Regions from separate parts of the Rattus norvegicus genome. Here region 2 is linked to region 1. The links are chromatin contacts, called in public Hi-C maps. All regions are on one chromosome and are shown on one strand. Each heading gives the region's core, a stretch centred on a gene start, on an enhancer-like site or on the middle of the called end of the contact. The rest is flanking DNA. Distances are from core to core; before and after follow the strand shown.

Region 1 (6,877 bases), core at 2,318-4,817:
TTTTCTTATTTCTCTTTGTTATCCAGAACAGCTTTTTTTTCATAATTTTATTTATTTATTTATTTAATTTATTTATTATATATAAGTACACTGTAGCTGTCTTCAGACACACCAGAAGAGGGCATCAGATCTCATTACAGATGGTTGTGAGCCACCATGTAGTTGCTGGGAATTGAACTCAGGACCTCTGCAAGAGCAGTCAGTGCTCTTAACCGCTGAGCCATCTCTCCAAAACAGCTCTTAAGAACCACAGAGAACAGGGTAAAATGTCACCCACACCATCACACACACTTTCATCTGCTGATCCCTAAGCAGGATCAGAAACTGAGGGAAACTCTCAGTGTACCTACTGGTCACTCTGGGGACTGGTGCTCATATCATAACATGTGTTCCACTCCTGGTGAAACAATACATAAGCTAAAATCAGATCCTGATATAGGCTGCACACATAAGGGTCAGGTAAGGCAAGCAGGCAGAGGACCACAAGTCCTCCCCCATGAGTCCGTCTCCCAAGGAGGATTAATCAGCACACTGTGGCTGAAGTTGAGCCACACACTCACAGGTTACTGTACACGAACACATAGAAATAGCTTATTCCTACTGTCAGGGAAAGTTCTGCTTTGGAATCCTGGTGTCAAGGCTGGCACCAAAGCACAGAGGCTCAGAGATAACTCTTTGGGCCGAAGGATTCCTATGAGATGAATAGCCTGTATTCACAGAAGGCTAGGAAAACAACTAGACTAATCTGTCTTGAAGGAAAAGATAGATATGTTCATTTATTAAGGAGGGTACCTAAGGGTCTATAGAGAGCAAAGGGTACTGGGTCAAGATGCATACACAGCATTCATGAGGCCATTACTGGAATTTCTAAACAGGTGCTTAAATGCAGAGCAGGGTGCTAATGTGCAAAGTAGTCTTTAAGAGAGATGACTTTGTGGGTAAGAGCACTGGCTGCTCTTCCAAAGGACCTGAGTTCAATTCCTAGACCCACATTGTGGCTCACAACCTGTTGGGAAGACCCACAAATACTGTGTTTACTGGCTATGAAAACGTGTGTCCCTGTGTTCTCAGTTATTAGTTGCTGGTCAGCACAGGCTAGTGGGATATGTAAATGTTTGTCTCTTCCTCACCTGCCCAAAAAAAGAAAGGCAAACTGCTGTGAGGAAGGTCGTACAGCCCTCAGTGCCAAAAAGCAATTCAGAGGATGGACTGGGTGTTGTCCTGCTGCTGATTGTTTCAAACTGGAGTAGTTAAGTGTAGCCTTCTGCAGAATAAAGAGCTGGTGGCTGGAGCTGGGGCAGACTGACCAGCAGGACAGACATGGGAGAGAGAAGGAAGAATGGGAGCAAGGCAGGGAGGTAGGGCAGAGAGAGCCACATGGAGAGAGGCACAATGAAGAGAAGTTGGTTTAAGTAAGAGGATAACTGAGAGATTGTTCCAACAAACAGGCCAACAGCTTCAAACTACATAGATGTCTCTGTGTCTTTACTATTATTAAACCTGGAGCAGAACTCAAATGCCCCGCAGTAATAACTCTGTAATTCCAGTTTCAGGGAACACATGCTGGTAAAACACACATACGTGTTTCTAACAATTAAAAGAGAGAGTTGATCCTGTGCCCAAGAACTGAAAGAAGTACAGAGCAGGGGCTCACCAGTCAGGGACTTACAGGCGCTGGGCACCTGAGAACAACTAAAACAATCCGTTGATTCTAGGGAAATTTGGAAGGCAGAGGCATTGGTCACGGTGACTGATCAGAGGATGGGAAAGCCCAGTCCAATGGGAAGAGATTGGTGCCTTGACTTCAAACAGCAGACCCTTGAGGTCTGAGCTCGTAGTGTCTGAAATGACAGTGGAAAATGTGGTAAAGGAATTGCCAGAAAGAATAATGGCGTGGGGGAAACTGGAGATGGGTGTTGTGGTCAGTACACAGACACTGGCTCCCACCATACCTCCAGGAGGCACTGTGTGGGCTGCTGAAAATGCATACACAGTTAAAATATGCAGCTCAAAATCTAAATAAGTGTGTCATAGGAATTTGTAATCATTTTCAAATAAATGTATTGTCTTGAACTAAATTCCAGCACAGAATCTAAGTATAAAAAGACCACATAGCTCGGTAGACGTGCCTCGTGTATGCAAGACTCTGGATTTGTTTGATTTCTGAAGCACCACAAAAAAGAAAAAGTAAAACAAGGGTTGGACATTTTTATGAAATTTGACATTAACTCCACTTGAAATTCTCTCTACATGTGTGTCCTTTTACATGGGACACTTTCCTTCTAGTTTCTAACAAGTTCAAAGTAGTCCCCAAACTATTAAAGTGTGTGTGGCCAAAACATACATGAGTATTACTCAGCGCCCACCTGCTCCTTAATACTGACTCCTTACATACAACTCCTTCTAGACAGCTTCCCTCTGAAGCCACTGCTAACTCCTGCCTCTCTTTGCTTAAAGATCAGCATGAAGAATGCTAAGGAGAGAAACAAAAGAATTCCCAACAAAGAATTCACTTTCCTTCTACAGCTGTTTCCTTCCATTGGAAGTTCAGTTTCAAAAGACAGATCCCAATGTTTGACATCTACTGCTTCCATCTACTGCTTTTACAGTAGCAGGTCCTACCCTGTGCTGAGGGTATCTGCACACAGCACTGTTAGATCTGAGGACTCTGCCTGGGCTTCCCTTCTGGTGCATAGACTAACGTGCTAAGATCTGTTTATACAGGACTCAGGCAGAGGACCCTCTTCCAGGATTTGTCTACCAAGCATAAACTACCTCACGGGAGCAGAGGGGAGGTTGGGTGGGGTTTGTGGGCTGGCAGCACAGTACAAGTGCATCTGAAACCGCTCAAGTTGGAGGAGCCAAGCTAAGGCATGGAGAAGAAGGGCGGGGCTTAGCTTTTCCCACCCTCCCCATCATCACATTCCATTGTAGAAACCGGGGAATACAAAGACTCTCAGCCCAAACCTCCCTGTCTAGGATGAAAAGAGACTGAGACTTTCATTAAACAATTTGGTTCTTTTGTTGTTGGTGGTGGTGGTGTTTGTAGCCCTGGTGAACCTCAAACTCAGTATATCGCCAAAGATAATCTTAAACTTCTGATCCTCCAGCCTCAGCCTCTTGAGTGCTGAGGTTACAGTGATTTGCCACTATAGCTGTTTTGTGCAGTGCTGGGCACTGGACCCAGGGTACCATGCGTGCCCGGCAAACACTCTACTAACTGAGCTACATCCCAGCCCCTCAACCAGATGGTTTCCTAGACCAAGCTAACTTCTCAGTAGTCAGGTGTGTGGGTCCCACAAACATGACAGTTCAGCTGGATTCCTGCCCCTCTTTTTGCTTTTTTTGCTCTTGGTTTGTTTATTCTCCTTTAAATTCATGTGTTTGATTTAGATTCATGTCTCCCAACATACCACCTCCCTCATTTTTTATTTTTGTTTATTTTTGTTTAATCCCCATCATTCCTTTAGGCTCCCACCTCCACCAGTGCCACTCTTTCCTTAGCCAATCCCGAAGTCTCCATACTAAACTACCAATCTACACTCTACCAGCCCTCAGCGGCATCCATGGCCGCAGTGGCCCAGCGGAGCATGCCCCTGCAGACGGGAACAGCCCAAATTTGTGCCCGGCCTGACCCTTTCCAGCAAGCTCTCATCGTGTGTCCCCCTGGCTTCCAAGGTAAGCTAAACCAGTTCTTGCAGGACCACTTAAAGGTTCTAGCCCCTGCTGTTTCCCAGAATGCACCCTGTCAGCAAAGAAAGCCCTCTTCCTTCCCATCCTAAGGATGCAATGTGGCTATCCCTGAATTTGGAGGCTGGTCTCCCGCTGCCACCAACCTAGAAACAATGCAACTTATGCTCTAGTACCAAGTCCACTTGTTGTTGTTCCCTGCACCTGCAGAGCTGTGGCTCTAGCCAGCTGCCTATAAAGAGGCCCATTGTCTACTCCCATTGTTATGCTGATGTCAGCTCCAACTCTCCTCACATGAAATGCTCTCCCTACGTTATCTGTAGAAAATTGCCAGTCTCTGACACTTCATGTGGAGAATATAGATTTGTCTGAATGGTGCCTCCCAGGGCCGCCTCCCCTTTGGCCATGATCCCGGGCTCTTTTCCTGTGAACCTGAAGCAGCTAGAGATGAAATGTACTTGTCACACTTTACACAGAAAGCTCAAGGTCAGATTTTGCAAAGCACCCATGTAAGCACACATGCTGGTACTCAGATACCAGCCACACAATGCAGAGGGAGCCCTGCAGGGATGATGTCCCCAGCATCCTTTGCTGTGACACTCAGTTATCTCCATGGCCAGCAACCATTGTTTCCTCTTGTAATTTGTCATTTTAACTGCCCTGGTTTTGGCCACACAACGTTAATATTGGGGTGGGGGGTGTTTGTGGGGAGTAGGGGACTACTTTTAACTTGTTAAAAGCTAAAAGGCAGTGCCCCGTGGCTGTGCAGTAAAGCTAGCTGAGCTGCCCGGATGGGTCTCTTGGGGGTCCCTGTCATTGACCTCCCTCCTGTCCCTTACCCATGACTGAACAGGCCTGCAGGCCTCTCCCTCCAAGCACGCTGGCTACTCAGTGCGGATGGAAAATGCTGTTCCCATCGTCACTCAGGCTCCGGGCGCTCAGCCTCTTCAGATCCAGCCAGGTCTGCTTGCTCAGGTAAGTCTCCTCCGCATTGCTCGAATTCCATCATCCATGTCTCCTGCTGACTCCCTGGTGATGAGCAGGAGGAGTCTGTCAGGACACTGGAATACGTTAGTAATGTTCCACATGATCCCCATGTGAATTACCCACTAAGTGTCTAGTGACAATCCCAAGAAGAAATTTAGATAGTCTAGGAGTCTAGGGAAATTATTATTGTACCTTTGTAAAGCAAATTCATCTAGGAAACCTAGGTTTTAAGCCTAAATCTACTAGCAATTCTCAATGACCTAAGGCAAGTCAGTTAACATCTCTTTGCCTCAAATTTCTTTCTTGGAAAATAGAAGTGGTTCTTAGAGCCAAAGAGCCCTGGAGATTATTCCCTCGTTTGTAGAGTTGGGAAAACAGATATGCAGAAGCTGTGGGCTGGACCTGTCCTTTCCTTTCCATATAGGTGTTAACTGTAGAATAAGATCACAAAGGTGAAAAGTGGAAAGGTATAAAGGGTTACAATTTATACTAACAGTACTGGTGTAGTACCAGAAACCAATCCTTAAAGACACTTGATCCAATGACAAATATATTTTCTTTATGCCAGGCACTTTACAATTAATCTGTTTAATCCTCACAACATAGAAAGATATTTGTCACTATTTGACCGACATAGGGACTTGCTCAGAACCATAGAGCAGCCATGTATGGGGCACACACCTATCCTACCAGTACACAGCTGGCTGAGGCAGGAGAATTATTAGTTCAAGACCTGGCTAGGCTATATAGTGAGTCTAGGCCATCCTGCACCAAACAGTAAGACCTGTGTTAAAACAAAAACAGTAACTAGATATCAGAACCATCGGAACCAAGACTCAGTCTAGACATGTAACACCAATGTCCGTACTTCCCACCATCTCAGATCACTTCCATGTCATCTCTCTGCTGCCGGGCATCAAGGATGGCTTGACCTGTTAGTGTCAGCTTTACATCTAAGTAAGGGAGTGTCCCAAAAGACTTCCCCAAATTGTTCTCCAAATAGTTTGTTTCTAGAAGTGGTTTTCCTTGTTTTAGTTTATAGGACATCAAATTGAATAAGTCTGTTCCTGGCTCTCATGTAGCCCATTGGCCTCTCTAATATCCAATCTTCACCAACTGTGTCTTGGTATCTGCTAGGGAATGCCCTGTTCTTTTACAGTTCTTCAAAATTTCCATAGGTATTCTAGTCTCTTTTCTTTTCCATATGCATTTTACCATAAATTATCCATAAAAAGAAAAAGAAAGAAAAAGAGAAAAAGAGGAGGGAAGGGGAAGGAAAGGAAAGGAAAGGAACGGAAAGGAAAGGAAGAGAGGAGTCAGACAGTCAGGCAAGCAGGCAGGCTAACTTGTGGGCTAGAAAGATGGCCCAGTAGTTAAGAGCACTGACTCTTCCAGAGGCTCCAGGCTCAATTCCCAGCACCCACAGGGTATTCACAACTCCCATTCAGAGGACCCAATGATTCCCCCCTTCTAGTTTCTGTGGGCACTGCCACATGCAAATTGCCCAGAAATGTATCCAGGCAAAATACTAATACACATAAAAATAAGCAGTAAATGCTTTACATTTTGTTGGTTTTGTTAATTATACTTGTACTCGTTTATTTGCTTTTTGTCTATAGGCATATAGCGGATTTGGATCTATTGGGATTGTCATGTAACTAGCCTTCTGTTTTTGTGAATCCTTTTGAATTTGCCATGTAGACAAGTCTTTTTTGTAGTTATAAATAATAATTTTGTTTCTTAATCTTCAATCTTTGTACTTTTTCTATTGCATATGTATCCTGGACTGAAAGGGCAGTTCAAAATGGTATTTAATAACAGATTAAATCAGGGATCTTTTACTTTTGTCCAGTTTGCTTTCTAAAGGAAATTGTTGACGCTATTTCCCATAATGCATTTTATATTTCCTCTAAGTAATTAATAGAGACTTTTAACTTTTAACTAAATATTCTATATATCAAATATACTTTCTCATCTATTTGAATAACCATGTGACTTATTTCCTACGAGTTATGTTAATAGATTTTGTAATGTTAAATTATCCTTGTATTTATAAAAAACTTTATTTGATCATGCCGTGCTTGGTGTGATGACAAGCTTTTTGAGCTCAGTTTGCTACTATTGTGATTAGTAGTTTTTTCATATGTGTTCATAAATGAGAAATATCATGATTTCCCTTTCTTAGGGAATCCTTTTCTGA
Region 2 (6,717 bases), core at 3,825-6,324, 140 kb before region 1:
TGCCAAGGCTTACCCACGTTTCTAGCTCCCAAGAGAGTAAAGGCTTGCTCCATTTTGTTGAAAGGTGAATTTAGAAGACACAGCTGTGAATTGGACAGATGCTCAGTGGTTAAGAGTACTTGCTGCTCTTGAAGAGGACCCAGAGTTCCCAGTAGCCACATTGTGGGTGAAGCCATCCATAACTCTAGTTCTAGGGAATCTAACTCTGTCTTAGTTAAGGTTACTATTGTTGTTATGGAACATAATGACCAAAGGCAACCCAAAGGCATCTTGGAGAGGAAAGGGTTTATTTCACTCACAGTTCCACACAACAGTTCACCATCAAAAAGAATGGGGGCAGAGACTCAAACAGAGCAGGGACCTAGAATCAGGAGCTAATGCAAAGGCTATGGAGGGATGCTGCTTACTGGCTTGCTCCTGTGGCTTTCTCATCCTGACTTCTTATAGAAGCCAGGACCACCAGCTCAGGGATGGCCCCACCCACAATGGGCTGGGCCTTCCCCATCAATCACTAATTAAGAAAATACCCTAGAGGTTTGTCTACAGCTCAATATTATGGAGACATTTTTCCATTTGAGGCTCCCTTCTCTCTGATGACTCTAGTTTGGATCAAGTTGGCATAAAACTAACCAGTACAGACCCTTTCCTCTGATGTCCTTGGACATCAGGCATAAATGAAATGTACACACACACACACACACACACACACACACACACACACAACACACAAACACACACACACAAAGGGAAATTGCTCAAACACTATAATACAACAAACTTAAAACAAAACAAAACAAAACAAAACAGGGGTTGGGGATTAGTTCAGTGGTAGAACGCTTGCCTAGCAACCACAAAGCTCTGGGTTCAGTCCCCAGCTCCGAAAAAAGAAAAAAAAAAAAAAGAAAAAAAAGGTATTTTTTAAAAGAAGATGATTACCAACTCCTTGCTAGTTTTTTTTTTTTGGGGGGGTGGAGGGAGGGTTCTTATTTTTTCTCTCCTAAACATCTTGAAGTTGCTTTGCATTTCGGCCACTAGAGTTCTATGGATTATAAATAGTTGGACTTATTAAATGGGTTAATAAACTCAAAGCACAGAACACTAAGGTGTTTGCCAAATGGACCTGTACAGGCCTTTCCATCTTCTCTCATGGTGCTCTTAGAACCAGGCAGCACTGCACATCATCTTACCCTTTGTCTAGGTATTGTAGTCCTCCTGTCTGCCTGCCTGTCTGCCTGGTTATCCACCTGTCTCTCTGCCCTCTCATCCACAGACAGTCTTTCTCCTTCCCACACCATTTAGACACTGTTGCTCCCTAGGCCACCATCTCATGCCATCTCCCTCCTGTCCCTGGGCCTCCCCAGAGTGACACTTTACAGTTAACTTATGCCTGGTACCTACTTGACTACAGTCACTACAGGGAAAGGAGATGATTAGCTCTCCTCAGCCTGGAAGTTTGTAAAAATTGAAGTTCATTTCAATACAAACTTCCCAGCTATTTGATACCAAGAATGCTAGCTCAACTGGCTTTTTTTTTTCCTTCAACTTAAGTTATGTGTCCATAAGGGACAGCTCTGCTCACAGTGGCCTAAAAAGGAGGTGGATGTCTTACCCATAGGATTCCCTCATGCTTTCTTTTCCTTCTTGAGACTCTATTTCTTTACTGCTTTCATTTTATTGCAGTGTGTGTGTGTGTGTGTGTGTGTGTGTGTGTGTGTGTGTGCGTGTGTGTGTGTGTATCTGGAAAGCATTCCAGAAAATAACAAATAAGACTACCCAGATTATCTGCTGCTCACCAGCATGTTGGATGGAGTTAGAGACCATCACTAATCAGGAACAAGTACTAGGTGGGGGCTATCCAAGGAAGTGTGCTGGTGAGTTTGCCCCAAGGAGCTGTCAGCACAGTGTGGGGTAGAATATTTACACCAAAAGGAGGGTCATCCCAGGGAATGAAAATCAGTGGGGCTGGTCATAGGGAGGTGTTTAGAATACTAATTCTCTCTCTCTTTCTTCCTTCCTTCCTTCCTTCCTTCCTTTCTTTCTTTCTTTCTTTTATATAAACACACTGTAGCTGTCTTCAGACATACCCGTCCCCATTACAGATGGTTGTGAGCCACCATGTGGTTGCTGGGATTTGAACTCAGGATCTCTGGAAGAGCAGTCGGTGGTCTTAACCTCTGAGCCATCTCTCCAGCCCCATAATCATTACTTCTTGAACCCCTACTATTTAAACAAATTCTCTTGAATCTAACCTCAGAAGCAGTGGTGAGAGCTATAAGAAACACGTTTTTATAAAAAAAAATCAACTTCCTAATCGATGTGCTGATAGAGGTGAAGATGAAGTAAGTTGCCATTATCTCCCATTGCCTACCATGTATCAGGCTAGGGATAAGCTGTTAAGACCTGGGGTTGGGGATTTGGCTCAGTGGTAGAGCGCTTGCCTAGCAAGCGCAAGGCCCTGGGTTCGGTCCCCAGCTCCGAAAAAAGAATAGAAAAAAAAAAAAAAGATGTTAAGACCTATGTGGTTTCTGCCTTCATTGAGCGTATAGGCAGAGATACACTGCCCAACATGGTAGCCACTGGCCACGTGTGCCTATTAAAATTAATGCTTAGATCCTCAGTCAGTAGCTGCATTTCATCATGTGTTCAATGCCACAAGCAGATGGAAACTCCCAACACTGCAGAAATTTCTGTTGACCAGCATGGGAAGAGGCAAAGGAAGCAACAAGCAATTGCATACTATGTGGTAAAGGTGGAGTAGAAACTGATGGGTGCAGGGGAGCATACTATCTACACTAATATTCTTATTATAATTAAGATGTGGAAACCAAGACTCAGTGAGGTCAGGCAATGAGACCAAGTTTATACACTTGCCAAGTGGAGAGCTGGTATTTGAACTCAGGCTTGTCTTCTTCATGTATTCTTTAGGTTGTTTTGTGAAAGAAATGAGCCAACCCACAGGTAGGAATTCTTTAAAGAGAGACGGCACCACGTGTGGGAATGTGACATTTTGGGCAAAGGCATAGATGAGCAAGGTTGGCAGAGGAGCACAGGTAAACCAGTCAGGCTGGAGAGGTAGTGATTTGTTGAAATCATGTCCTAGGAGAGGTAAGTTGGAACCTGTCTGTCTTGACTAAAAGCCAAGGAACTTAGAGACTTAGCACTAGATGAAGGCAAGTCTTTAGAGGATAGGAACAGGAAGATGGAGTGGCCAGAACCACTCAATACAAGAGAGTGGCAGTGTTTAGGAGCAACTGGCCATGAACAAATCTCAGGAGACCACTTAAGGATTACAAGGAGATAGAAAGGAAGGGGCAAATGAAGGATGCGAGGGAAGATCAGCATGGGAGACCTAAAGACCCAGGTTAAGGTTCAATACTTTGTATCACTGGACAATATCTTTTCTATTGCGGGCTTCTTTCCTTAGACTACAAAAAGGCAAGGCAGACCCAGATGACTTCTGAGGCTCCCCTCTAAGAGTCTACAAATGTGAGTGACTTTAGGTTAAGGAAAGCACTGCTAAATATTGAGGCAAAGAAGATGGTCGTCAAGGACCATTCCAAAATGAAGAGAAAATTACTTTCCAGTAACAAAGCCAGCTAAGAGTATGCAGGAGCTAGCTTGTCTTTCCATTTTGGTAGGAGGATGAGCACGGGATCCAGAAGATGCTAAGATAGTGAGAAAACAATGGTCTTAAAAAGAAAGGAAAACAATGGCTTGTTTTACAGAAAGTTCTGTAGAGTTATAGGCCATCATTTTACACCCCCACCCTCAAGATAGCTTTTAAACTGTTTTTGATCTATGAACTACAGGTAGGAAATACAGTTTACATCAGGTGTCCAGTATTCATACCTGAAAGTAAAGGTTTTATGAGACAACAATCAACCTCCCTAAGGGCAATGGGCTCTAATATTTTTTGCTAGATTCTTACATTTTGTTGGCTTTTCAAAAGCTTTGTTGTCACCCACTTAATTTCTTTTATGATCTATTCATGTATCAAGACTCAACAAGTTTTCGTAAGTTGGAGGCAGAGGCAGGGCGTCCTGTGCTGACATTCAGAAGCGAACTGGGGAGGCAAACCAGGGCAGGGATTCAGGCTTTGAGAGTTTAAAGAACGTTTCGCCCCGGCCCGAGTAAGTTGAAAAAAGCAAAACCCCGGAACCGCTAGGTGGGACCCTTCCACCCGGATGATGGAGAAGAGGGCTCCCCAAACACCGGGGTCAGGCGTTCATCCTGACGTTGCGTTTTCCCGGGGCGTTCAGGGGGCTCCCTAGACATTCTCCCGAGAGGACGACGCGCCCACTCCCTCCATTCATTTCCCTCGCCTGTAGGCTAGAACGGAGCCCGCACGCGCTGGGGCGAAGACACTTTGCCCGGCAGCGGGACCGCTGACGGCGGCAGCGGATCGCGCTCCCCGGCCCGGCCGGCGCGCGCACACCCACGCGCGCACTCCCAAGCACGCACACACAAAGTTGTGGCCGCCTCCACCGCGGAGCTCCGGTCGGCGGCTACGGGCCAGCGCACCGCGCTCTCGCACAGCCCGGCTCGCACGGCCGCTCGGCTCCCCTCGGGCCGCGCTCGGCCCCCGCCGACGCCGGGCTCTGCCCTTCGGCTCGGCCCTCCCCGCCTCGCATCCGTGCCATCGGCGCTCGATTGCGCGCGGACTCCCTGGGGCTCTTCCCGGCTCGTTCGCTCGCGCTTGCCCGCCCGCCCGCTCGCGCCCGGCCGCGCCGCCCCGCCCCCGCCCCCTCCCCCCTGCTCCTCACGGGCAACTTTTGCCGGCGCCCCCGCCTCACAGCCATGCGGAGCTGAGCTCCGGCCCGGGCCCTGGCCGCCGCAGCCCGCCCCGGCTCCCGCCCTCGCGGACCCGCCCGGCCCTTGGCCTCGGCGCCCTAGCCGCCCCGGGCCGGCCGAGCCCCCCGCGTAGGGCCCGGGCCGCGGCTACGGCGGCGGCGGCGGCGGCGGCGGTGGCGGCGACGCGCCCGCCCGGCCCCCTCCCCCGGCGCCGGCCAAGTGAGGCGGTGATGCGGGCGCTGGCGGCCTGGGCTGCGCCGAGAGCGGAGACACAGGCTCAAGATGGCAGATTCCCACTGAGGCTGAGGGGGCCGAGCTCGCGCGCCGCGTTCCCTTCTCCGTTGCCATGAACCGCGGACACCCCGGCCCCGATGGCCCCCGTGTACGAAGGTAAGGGGCGCCCAGCCCGCGATTCCTTGCTCGCTCGACCAGCCGCGGCCCCCGTAGCTTTGTTCTGCCCGCGGCCCCTTGCCCGGCAGCCCCGGACCGCAGCCCCGGGCCCTGGTCCTGGGGGCTCGCGACCCTCCCGGGTGCTCCCATCCCGGGCCCAGACGGGACCGGAGCCGGCCTGGAGCAGGATCTTATTTCCAGGGCAGAGAAGGTGGCTGGGGGGTGTGTGCCGGTGGGCTGCTGCCCAAAGAAAAGAAATGGGGGCGGCGTGTGGGAAAAGACGGATCCGTGACTGCTTTCTGTTTATTTGCGATAAATGAAGGTGATGCGGTCCTCCCCCATTACCTTTAAACGATCTCCGTTCTACTTGTCCGTCCTCTCTGCTCCCCTTTCCAAACATCTCCACTCCTACCCCACACTCCTTTATTCTTCCCGAGCCTCCGATTTTTTTGGGGGGTGGTGGTGGTGGTGGTAGTGGCTGTGGAATCCGATTGAAAGGGGCCAAGCGATGAGAGAGGGTTGAGATGAAAAGTCCATTTCAGACCCAGGCAGAACAATGAAATAGGCTCAAAATCTCCCCGCAGTTGGCGTGTGGAAGGGAAAATGTAGTTTGGTTTTTTTTTGGGGGGGCGGGAGGGGCGAAAGAAGGTTTTCTGGCTCGGCCTGGGTAGATCGGTGCTGTGCACCTTCACCTGGCGTTGGCTGATTTTTTTTTCCCATTTGGCTGTCTTCAGAAGAAAGAAAAGGTAAGGCGATACAGCTGCCTCGCGCACTCTTTCGGTTCTCTTCAGTCAGTTCCGTCAGCTTGCAGCGAGAAAAATCAAGCCGGAATCAACTAAGTTTTTACACTTCTATGTGTTTTTGTGTGCTTGTAGTACGGGGTATTTTTCAACCAAAGTGTGCTAGATTTTTTTCAGTTATTTCATCGTGAAAATGTTTCTTTCGTGAAATCATTGAAATAGCAGCCCTTTTACATACTTTTAGCGTGGGTCCATCTGGCTTTCTTTCGGTTTTGTTCAGATATTCTGTGGATGAAATCGCAAATGAGAGGGAAATGGGTTCGCCAGGAACCAAGAGGAGGGGCTAGGGGAGATTGTAATCCTTTAAACCCGGGGAACTGTTGGGCCGGGTGAAACAGGGATCTCATTAATAGTTTTATCTCTGTTAGGAGAGGCTGATTTAAAAAAAAAAAAACTTATCTGAAAAGAAAATCTGTTATTAGTTCCAGGGCTCTGAATGAATTAGGTTTCTGCACGGAATAAAGTTACCAGTCAGGCTCTGAATAACGAGGCTGTAAATAACCTATGGACTGTAAATATTTTTTCCAGAGTCTCTTAGAGACAAAGGGGCTGTTTAGAAAGCAACAGAGAAATGTTATTCCAGGGGCTTTCCTCTTTGATTCCGAAGAACACAAGGTCTATTTAACCGTTCCACAAAACAAAACAAAATTTCGGGTCACTCCACCACGTAGAATAGGAACATGCCAGTGGGGACGTGAGCATGTAGGAGAGCCCATGTCGGGCATTCATTGTTCAT

What was found. A called contact is a pair of places that touch in the nucleus more often than the background predicts.
Region 2: a contact with region 1 is called in a Hi-C map of frontal cortex, with 3 times the contacts expected there. The contact joins the promoter of Hipk2 here to the enhancer-like site in region 1. A contact is called at or near these places in 5 of 12 Hi-C or Micro-C datasets (Schwann cells, frontal cortex, liver and 2 more) and 1 of 1 datasets of contacts at active chromatin or transcription factors (oligodendrocytes).

Annotation. Positions count from the first base shown.
Region 1 is chr4:68,441,026-68,447,902 of GRCr8, reverse strand. It overlaps Hipk2 (homeodomain interacting protein kinase 2), which reads left to right. Exons shown (of 15, transcript NM_001108622.1): 8 at 3,471-3,678; 9 at 4,544-4,665. Among named protein-coding and RNA genes, the nearest start is that of Clec2l, 79 kb to the right of the region's middle. Within about 2 kb of position 3,567, at least 44 of the 93 cell types and tissues checked have an H3K27ac peak or open chromatin away from gene starts, as enhancers often do.
Region 2 is chr4:68,584,465-68,591,181 of GRCr8, reverse strand. It overlaps Hipk2 (homeodomain interacting protein kinase 2), which reads left to right and starts at 5,074. Exons shown (of 15, transcript NM_001108622.1): 1 at 5,074-5,181. The coding sequence starts at 5,163.